Linked DNA regions of Mus musculus: all the other regions are linked to region 1. The links are chromatin contacts, called in public HiChIP or PLAC-seq and Micro-C maps. All regions are on one chromosome and are shown on one strand. The core of a region is the stretch at or near the end of the contact, and the rest is flanking DNA. Distances in the headings are between cores, read along the strand shown. Region 1 holds the start of Lif (leukemia inhibitory factor). Region 2 holds the start of Cabp7 (calcium binding protein 7). Region 3 holds the start of Uqcr10 (ubiquinol-cytochrome c reductase, complex III subunit X).

Region 1 (2,753 bases), core at 118-2,617:
TCAGTCCGTACCAGTAGGTGGGTGGGGCTGGATAACTGGATTTGAGGAAGTGAGTGGGTGTCTGGGGTGCAGGATGGGGGTGGGCAGAGGCCATTCACCAACACAAGGGAAGAAGGCTCCTCTTGGGGGCTTCCAGAGCTTTGTCCTAATATCTGCAAGGTGTAGCCCAAAAGACTGGCCACAAGGAGGTGCCAGAACCACATTCAGTGGTCAATGGGGCACAGCCTTGCCATGGCTCTGGGGGAGGGGGCAGTGGCCTTTTCCTGGTCCTGCTACCTGCTCCCACCTTGTCCTGACAGTTCTTCCAGGTGGGGATCAGACTGTCAACTTCGCAGGGGGCCACGGTGACCCAGAGAAGGAAAATGAACTGCCCAAATTCACACAGCAAGAGGCAAGAATCAAAGCAAACTAAACCACTTGGTTGTACAGACTAGTCCCAGGCTCCCCTTACTGTCCTGTCCCGGCATGGCATGACATGGACAGGATCCTGGGAACAATGTCCCCTCCTTTTGTCAGCCCCCTAGCAGGTTTGGAGGAACACTGACAAATTAGAGGTAAGAGCCTCTTGGAATTTTGGATGCCAAGCACCCAACGCAGGGGGCTCTTGCACAGACTTGGTTTTTGTTTTTCTCTCTTTGTCACTGTCCTGGAGCTCGGATGCGGGGGGGACGAAGACCGGCCAAGCTCCGATCTGGCCCAAGGTCAAAGGCAGAGGAGTAATGACCTTGGCTGATCAAGTTCCCCAGAGCACCCATGATGGTCCCCGTGGACTGCTGCAGCCCATTTTGAATGGACAGGGACGGCCCTCCACTGCTCCATCTACCGGAGGGTAAATGAGGCCTCTGCAAGCTCAGAACTCTAGAAAAAGAAAAGGGATTTGAGTCCCCTGGGGATGCAGAAATCATGACTGCCTTTAGAATCAGGCTGACCCTACCACGATGGCACAATGCAAGCCTGGAATCCATGTGCTCTCTCCACTGCCCTTTACCCATCCTGTGAACTTTAACCCACGGGACACTTCCACAGCTGGTCTCTCCAGCTTTGCTTGGCCATCCTCCAAGAGAGACTTCCAAGCCTGACTTACAATGCATCCATTACAGACAGGGAGAGCGAATGCTGGAGGGTTGTGTGGGCCAGCAGGTGCCCCTGATCCACAGGGGAGCAACTGATGGACCATCTACCCTCCTGGGGATAAGTGTGGGGTGCAGCAGTGCCCCTCCGCCCTGCCCCCTCAAGGGAATCCTACCGTGGTCTCGCAGCCCTCCACAGTCTGCACAGTTGTCCAGTCTTCAGGGTGACACCATCGTTGTTGGGCCCCTCTGCTTCCCTCTCCTCCTGAGGCTCCTCTGGCGTTGGCTCCTCACCCTGCCCCCCACCTGACTTCCGTCTGAAGTTGGTGGCCTGAGGCTCCCCCCACTTCCACCCCACCCCCAAGCTGAGGACCAGAGAGGTAGAGCACCCACACCACAGATGGAGCCTGACACGGTGGTGGGAAAGGTGTTGTTAGAAGGAGAAGCAGGGCTGGGTGTGGGGAGGGGGCGTCCCTGTACTTGATGCCCCTGGGCTGCGTGGCAAAGCCACTATGGCCTGAGTCACAGCTGACTGGGCCGCGCCTAGCCTGTCTGGGTGACCCAAGCCAGCATAAGGCAATGACTGGGCAGCTCTCCTCATGACCAGCTGGGGTCAACCTTAGGTGTTTTGACTCAGACCTGCCACAGGCTGTGTGCACAGCTACCATCCTCTGTCTCTGTCCCAAGAGCCACAGGCCTATAGCTGCCCCTGTCCCAGCCCCCACCTCATAACCCGGGGAGCTACCTGGCCCTTCTGATCTGCAATCAGCCCCAGGCTTCAGGGCCCCACCTGCTGTGGGACCTTCGTCCCTCCCTGGACAAGCCCTGCCCTTGGGAATACTCCGGGAAGCAAGGAACTTTGTTGCCTGTGCTGCTGAGGGCCTCTTGATTCTCTGTGGACTGTGACCTTTTTCTTGGTGCTACAAGGAGTTCTGTAGACTGCCTGGGCAGGCTTGCCATGGACGGCCAGAAGATGGTTGGGGACAGGGACTAAGAGAGGAGAGATACAGAAAAGAAAAAAGAAAAAAAAGCAATCAAGAAGGGATTAAGGAAGGGACTGAGAGAAGGAGAGAGGGAGGAAGGGAGGAAGGGAGGGAGGGAGGGAAGGGAAAGGGGGGAGGAGAGTAAAGTATAAAGAGAGGGAGAGAAGGAGGGACTGTTGACAGTTTTCAAACCTGCCTAGAGCAATATTAGTCCTACACTTTTCCCAGGAAACCCTGTTTTAGGGAAGTGGGCTCCAACAACACACAGTGCAGAGGCAAAACTGAGGCTTGGCCTATGAGTAAGATAAGGGCAGAGGTCACAATCTTTTCACCTGTAAGGTCTTCGTCTCTCACTGAAGAGAAAAATAATCACGCTAAAGTTGGGATGAAGGGGTGGAGTGCAGAAATGTCTTGGTGAACAGTACTCCCCTTTAACCTCTGTAGGGCCCAGGACACCAGGACCAGGTGAAACACTGCACACATAAAGTCATTTTAAAACTGGGGCTGGGCGGTGGCGCACACCTTTAATCCCAGCACTCAGGAAGCAGAGGCAGGTAGGTGGATCTCTGTGTTCAAGGCCAGCCTGGTCTACAGAGTGAGTTCCAGGACAGCCAGAGGAGAAACTCTGTCTCAGAAAACAGTAATAACAACAACAACAACCTGGGACAGCGGTTAGCAGATGGCTCTGTGGGTAAAGTGC
Region 2 (2,753 bases), core at 162-2,661, 490 kb before region 1:
AGAAGAGCTTTGGGGATGGGTGCTTCTCAGGGGCTCTTACGACTCCAACTATAGGTCTGAATAGATAGCAACTGGCCAGAAGCCTGGAACAGACATTCAGATGGGAGCCAGGGTTTGTCTGGCTTCTCTACAGGTTTCACATGCCTATGAGAAACCCAGAGCCCTAGACAAGTCCTAAAGGTTCAGGCCTGCCTTGGCCCAGGGTGGCTGGGGGTGTTGTCTCTCACTGAGCCCCTCTCTCCCGGCGCCAAGACAGGGCTATGATTAATCAGCGACAAAAGCAGAAACAAGCAGAAAAATGTAATCAGCCAGGGAAGGGCATGGCCAGGCTGTGGCAATCAGCTTTCCTGCTGGGGCCTTTGGCTGATTGGACCCAAGGGGGCAGGGAGATAGTTCAGATGAGGGTTCCAGGAATGAGACTGAGGCCAGCTGAGGCCCACCCAGGCCAGGGGCTCACCAGATCCCATAATTGTACACGGAGACACACACATCTGTGCTCGGATACGCATAGCACTCCCAGCCCAAGGGCCTTCGCACCTGCCCACACCTGCTTCCGGGCTTCTGCCCTTCGCTGCCAGCTCACAGCTCACATGTAGGTGGCCGTGCACAGTTCAAACACTCTCATCTGCAAGTGGGTTTGAAAACGTATCTTCACAGTGTCCTGAACGAAAGATGAAGAGAAACGCATGCACATGCTGCCCCCCCCTCCAGACACCTACCCCCACCCCCATAGAACACATGCTAAGGACCGGAGGAAGGTCTAACCTGCAGCCATGTGACCAACAGGCTCTGGGTCGTCTGCCTCCTCCTCATGGCCCCTGGGGACATGAGACAGACCTTGGCTCCTGCTCTGCAAACTGAGAGGCAAGGGCTCAGGAAGGAGCCAGGACAACAGCCCTTTGTGGGATCAAGTCAACTGCTGGTGTCAGCCACAGGCCAGCGGAGTCTCCTGCAGATCTGTGCTTGGCCTCTGCCTGCTGGCCCTGCCTGGTGACCTTGGCCAATGTCCTTTTCTAAGCCTCAGTTTCCCCACCTTGGAGCCTCTCCTGGCACCAACTTGAGGATTACTGGTCCTGAGGACCCTCGCGCCTGGAGCAACCTCACCTTTCTGGGTCTCTAGTCGTTAGTTCTCAGCTCTCCGCTCTCGCTGGGGGAGGGTTAGTGGAGGCAGGTGGGATAGGGGGTACAAGGAACGGCTCCACCCCTGGTCCACACCACCCGGGTCCTGCTGGCTGCTAACGTGGGGTGCGGGAGACAGCAATCCGAAGCAGACTGGGGGAAAAGCAGAGTCGGGGAGAACCAGAGAAGGCGCCCGGGAGGGCTTGGGGTGGCCGCTCAGGGGCCGGCAGCGGGAAGGGGCGGGGGCGGGAGGGGCGGGCGGGGGAGGCGGGAGCGCGGCGAGCGCCGCACAGAGCAAGCGAGCGAGCGAGTGAGGAGTGCAGGCGGCGGCGGCGGCGGCGGTGGCGGCGGCGGCGGTGGCGGCGGCGGCGGTGGCGGCAGCGGCGGGAGCCGGAGCGGCGGGTCGGGCAGCCGCACCAGCGAGCGGACGAGCGGGCGGCGAGCAACGCGGAGCGCGCGGAGGGAGCGCAGCGCGCAGCGGTCCGAGCCAAGAGGCCGGAGCGGCGCCGCCCCCGCCATCCCTGCGAGCCCCCGGCCGGGATCCCAACGAAGGAGCCGGCGGCATGGCCCGACAGCCCGGGGCGCAGGGGCGCTAGGTCCCGGACGGGTGCCCATTGCCTCGCCGCCGCCACTGCGCGCCGCACCGCGCGCACCGCCCGCTCCAGCCGCCCCCGGGGCCGCCGGCGGCCCATGAGCCCCGGCCTCAAAGTTTGCGGCGGGCGGGCGGGCGCGGAGCCTCCAAGATGCCGTTCCACCCGGTGACGGCGGCGTTGATGTACCGGGGCATCTACACCGTGCCCAACCTGCTGTCGGAGCAGCGCCCGGTGGATATCCCTGAGGACGAGCTAGAGGGTGAGTGCCCTGCCGGGACCCCTGCCACGAGCCCTCCTACCTGTGCGCCCTGGTGCCGCGCTGGCCCGGGGAGCCCGGGACCCTGCTGCGCGACTCGGATGAGCGGCTACGCGGGAGGCGGGACGGCCGGGTGGCCCCGGGCGCCGCGGTGGGGGTCGCCGCGGCGCAGGAGCAGCCCGGCCCCTGCCCGCGTGGCCCCCAGCGCTGCGGAAACTTGCGGGGCCCCGCAGCGGGGTCACTGGGCCGCGTGGCCGGCGGTGACGGTGCGGCAAGGCGGCGGGGGCTGAAGTGGAGAGTCCGAGCTGTTGCCCCCCGCGCCCGCCACCGGAGCGTCCGCATCCTGATCCCTTCCGCGGCGCCCGCCCGTGGCTCTGCGCTCCTATTGACATTCCGCTCGTGTCGCGTTGAGAATCCAATCTGCTCCGGCAGTGGGAGAAGGGGAGAGAGGGCGACTGCCCCGCTCTTGCTGGGTGCAGGGCTACCCCCATCCCCTTCTGCGGCCCTGCGAGGGACCCCCCACCCGTGCGCTGCCGAGGCAGCTGGGAGGCGTTGGCGACAACAAGTGGCCGGATTGGGAGGCTCGGTCGCGATAGCAAAAGCCTGGAAGGAAAGGCAGAGGCCGGAACCTAAACCTCCCCCCGACCCTAGTCCCCGTGCCTTTCGGGAATAGGGACCGCACGCAGGCAGTTGGCTATTGAAGATCAGAGCAGCAGGCCGAGGCTGGGGTTCCTGGATTGAGTGTCCTGGGGCGCAGTGAGACCCCTGGGGCCTTCCTAGCTTTT
Region 3 (2,753 bases), core at 84-2,583, 450 kb before region 1:
ACAACCGAGCCCACCTCTTAATTCTACCTTTCTTGCACACTTCTGCTAGCTTGCTCTGTCTATCCTACCTACCAAAATGCATCTCAAATCTGACCATTATTCTAAACCTCTCTACTCTAAATTACCTACCTCTGCAATTTCTTCTCTTCAGTTTTTGCTCTAGCAAGAAGTCAGAACGATAACATTAAAATGTAAATAGACCTCAAAGCATTCCAGCTTAAACCCATTCAGTGACTCCCTAGTGCAATTAGGAAAAGAATGACTCCTTACCCAGGACGGGATTCAAGGCCAGACTAGAGATGACTTCAGGCCACCTACTCATTAGAGGCCACTCTACACTTTCTCAAGCACCCCAGCAGTGCAGTTGCCTCTAGAAACATTATCCTGTTTACCCTGCTACAATATATTCAGTCCTCCATTAAGCGGCTACTCAGGTTTAAAGAGCAAGCAATCCGTCCAAGCATTTGGGTTTTCTCTTTTACAAAGTATTAGTTTCCAGAAGTGCTGGGCTTCCCCATCGCCCACGCACCACGGCCAGAGCGCTCCAGGAGAGCTGGGAACCTTTCTTTTACTGGGGATCATCTCAAGACCCCGAGGGGATACTCAGAAAAGTACGGTGCCTTTTACAACCAGGTCACCCATCTCCGAAGCCGGGGTTCTTGGCTTTAAAGCCTACGCTCTGGAGAACAGGAAGCAAGTGCAAAGCCACTTTCCCCCCTGAGACGTGGCTTAAGAGTTAGAACTGCAGGACCCGACTTTTGCCACCCCCAAACCTACATCTGGAGTAGGTTCAAAGGACGTTAGGCAGAGAGTCGAGATGCAGCCACAGAAACTCAGGTTCCCTGCCTCTGTATTCACTCCCCATGCCAGAAAAAGCGGATAGCGCGGACTTAGAATGAAATGCCTACTCTTCTGATTGGGAAAAGAGCCTAAAACTTGGACGCGGATGTCTCACCAAAGATACCTGGTTCCGGGCTCCTCCTCTTGAGTCCTCGCGTTGCGCTCTGCTCGCTGGGATTTGTAGTCCTTCCTAAGGTACCGAGAAGGCGGAATACGAAGGCGAGACAGCACTGGGGAAGATGGGTAAGCTAAGGGGCTTTCGGGACTTGTAGTTCAAAATAGCCAAACGCAGGAAATGGTTGAGGAGAAAAACTGAGAAATAAGTCTTATCAAATTTTGGTTGTGTGGAATATGAACATTGTAATAAACTGTTACCCTGTGCACATTATCAGTTTCTTTAATGGTTCAAAATGTCGACTCTGAGATACAGAGAAACTACAATTCCCATAAAGCAGGGCGCGTTGAAACTTTTGGAGCAAGACATTGGGTTCTACGCAAGCGCAGTGGCGCGAGTTCGGCAGTGAGGCAACATGTCGTCGCCGACGATCCCTTCGCGCCTGTACTCCTTGCTGTTCCGCAGAACTTCCACCTTTGCCCTCACCATCGCAGTGGGCGCCCTGTTCTTCGAGCGAGCCTTCGATCAGGGCGCAGACGCGATCTACGAGCACATCAACGAGGGGGTGAGGGCCTGGGCCATCCTGACCTTGGGCCCGCCTGAAGGGTGACTGGGAGGGAGGTAGGACGGAACTCAATCAAGTCTTACCAGGTCTGGGGTGAACTGTGCCCGTTAATACATCTATTTCTCTTGACATGGTGCGAGGCCTAATTGGTATGTCCTGTCACACAGTTCCACATATTCATTTGCGAAAGCTAACTCCTGACTCCTGAGACATCAGAGGACTTACGGGTCTGAACCACTCCATTAAGTCGGTGGTGAGTTGGAACTCCGACCCCTGCCGTCCTTGCTAGTTTCAAGGGCAGATTTCAGCAAGGCAGTCGTTAAAAGTAGGTCTCCTTAGACCATGTGGCTGACCTTTTAAAATTGATGTTTCAGTTCCGAAGGCCGCCCACGTAGGCTCTTTGGATTAAACGTGAAGACTATGAAACCTCAAGCCCTAACTGGCAATACTGGACTTAAAGCACTTAACCGTGGTATTGAATAAAGGTCATAGTGGATCAAAGATCCTGGGATACAGATGAGGTGCTACCGTTCATACTTAATGATACCACTGAAAGATAGCATCCTGGGAAAATGTGGGGATGAATATAAAGTAGGAAATGGCGAGCCCTCTTTGACTTAACTGTCCCACACTCTGTGCATGTTTTATGTCAAAGGTTGTGAGAGTATTGGGGAAGGTATGTTACTGATGGCCAGCATGTTCATCGACTGGTTTCTTTTTCTCGAGACAGGGTTTCTCTGTGTAGCTATTGCTGTCCCGGAGCTAGATGGTAGACAAGGCTTGGCCTTAGACTCACCCTCCTGCCTCTGCCACCTGAGTGTTGGGATTGTAGGCCTGAGCCACCACCGACCAGCTCCTTCACTGAGTGGCCTTCCTTCTTGCCTTCCTTCCTTTCTTACCTCTTTTGGTTTGTTTTTAAATTTTGTTGTTTTAATTTTATTTGCTTATGTTGTGTCTGCATGTACATCATCTGTGCTAGGAACTGGACGCAGGTCCTCTGGAAGAGCAACCAGAGTACCCTTAGCCACTGAGTCGTCTCTCCAGCCCCCTCAGGGCTCTCTGACCTGCTGCCCAGACAGGCTCTGTCTACTAGTTGCTGTATTTCCTCTGGTGGGGTAGCTTCCTGTCCATATGAAAGTGTTGCCACTCTGATCTTTTTTTTTTTTTTTTTTTAAGATTTATTTATTTAGTATATATAAGTACACTGTAGCTGTCTTCAGATACTCCAGAAGA

The links. A called contact is a pair of places that touch in the nucleus more often than the background predicts. HiChIP or PLAC-seq counts read pairs in DNA pulled down with a chosen protein or histone mark.
Region 2: a Micro-C map of embryonic stem cells shows a contact between it and region 1, with 2.2 times the contacts expected there. The contact joins the promoter of Cabp7 here to the promoter of Lif in region 1. A contact is called at or near these places in 1 of 39 promoter capture datasets (pre-B cells), 3 of 15 datasets of contacts at CTCF or cohesin (embryonic stem cells, large pre-B cells and pro-B cells), 11 of 484 Hi-C or Micro-C datasets (the AML12 cell line, LSK cells, bone marrow-derived macrophages and 5 more), 13 of 115 datasets of contacts at active chromatin or transcription factors (embryonic forebrain, embryonic stem cells, epiblast stem cells and 5 more) and 2 of 9 other capture datasets (embryonic stem cells and liver).
Region 3: an H3K4me3 HiChIP or PLAC-seq map of embryonic stem cells shows a contact between it and region 1, with 15 read pairs. The contact joins the promoter of Uqcr10 here to the promoter of Lif in region 1. A contact is called at or near these places in 12 of 39 promoter capture datasets (the 3T3-L1 cell line, the HPC-7 cell line, the SN4741 cell line and 7 more), 1 of 15 datasets of contacts at CTCF or cohesin (large pre-B cells), 28 of 484 Hi-C or Micro-C datasets (the AML12 cell line, CD4 T cells, the G1E-ER4 cell line and 21 more), 32 of 115 datasets of contacts at active chromatin or transcription factors (the 230-238 cell line, the SCID.adh cell line, astrocytes and 19 more) and 3 of 9 other capture datasets (adipose tissue, embryonic stem cells and macrophages).

What each region holds. Positions count from the first base shown.
Region 1 is chr11:4,256,182-4,258,934 of GRCm38.p6, reverse strand. Lif (leukemia inhibitory factor) reads right to left here and starts at 1,367. Exons shown (of 4, transcript NM_008501.2): 1 at 1,247-1,367.
Region 2 is chr11:4,745,837-4,748,589 of GRCm38.p6, reverse strand. It overlaps Cabp7 (calcium binding protein 7), which reads left to right and starts at 1,411. Exons shown (of 5, transcript NM_138948.4): 1 at 1,411-1,971. The coding sequence starts at 1,863. It overlaps Gm35102 (a long non-coding RNA gene), which reads right to left. Exons shown (of 4, transcript XR_003949631.1): 1 at 2,012-2,753; 2 at 1,105-1,272; 3 at 766-818; 4 at 1-661.
Region 3 is chr11:4,702,924-4,705,676 of GRCm38.p6, reverse strand. Uqcr10 (ubiquinol-cytochrome c reductase, complex III subunit X) reads left to right here and starts at 1,333. Exons shown (of 2, transcript NM_197979.3): 1 at 1,333-1,520. The coding sequence starts at 1,371. It overlaps Zmat5 (zinc finger, matrin type 5), which reads right to left and starts at 1,021. Exons shown (of 6, transcript NM_026015.3): 1 at 956-1,021.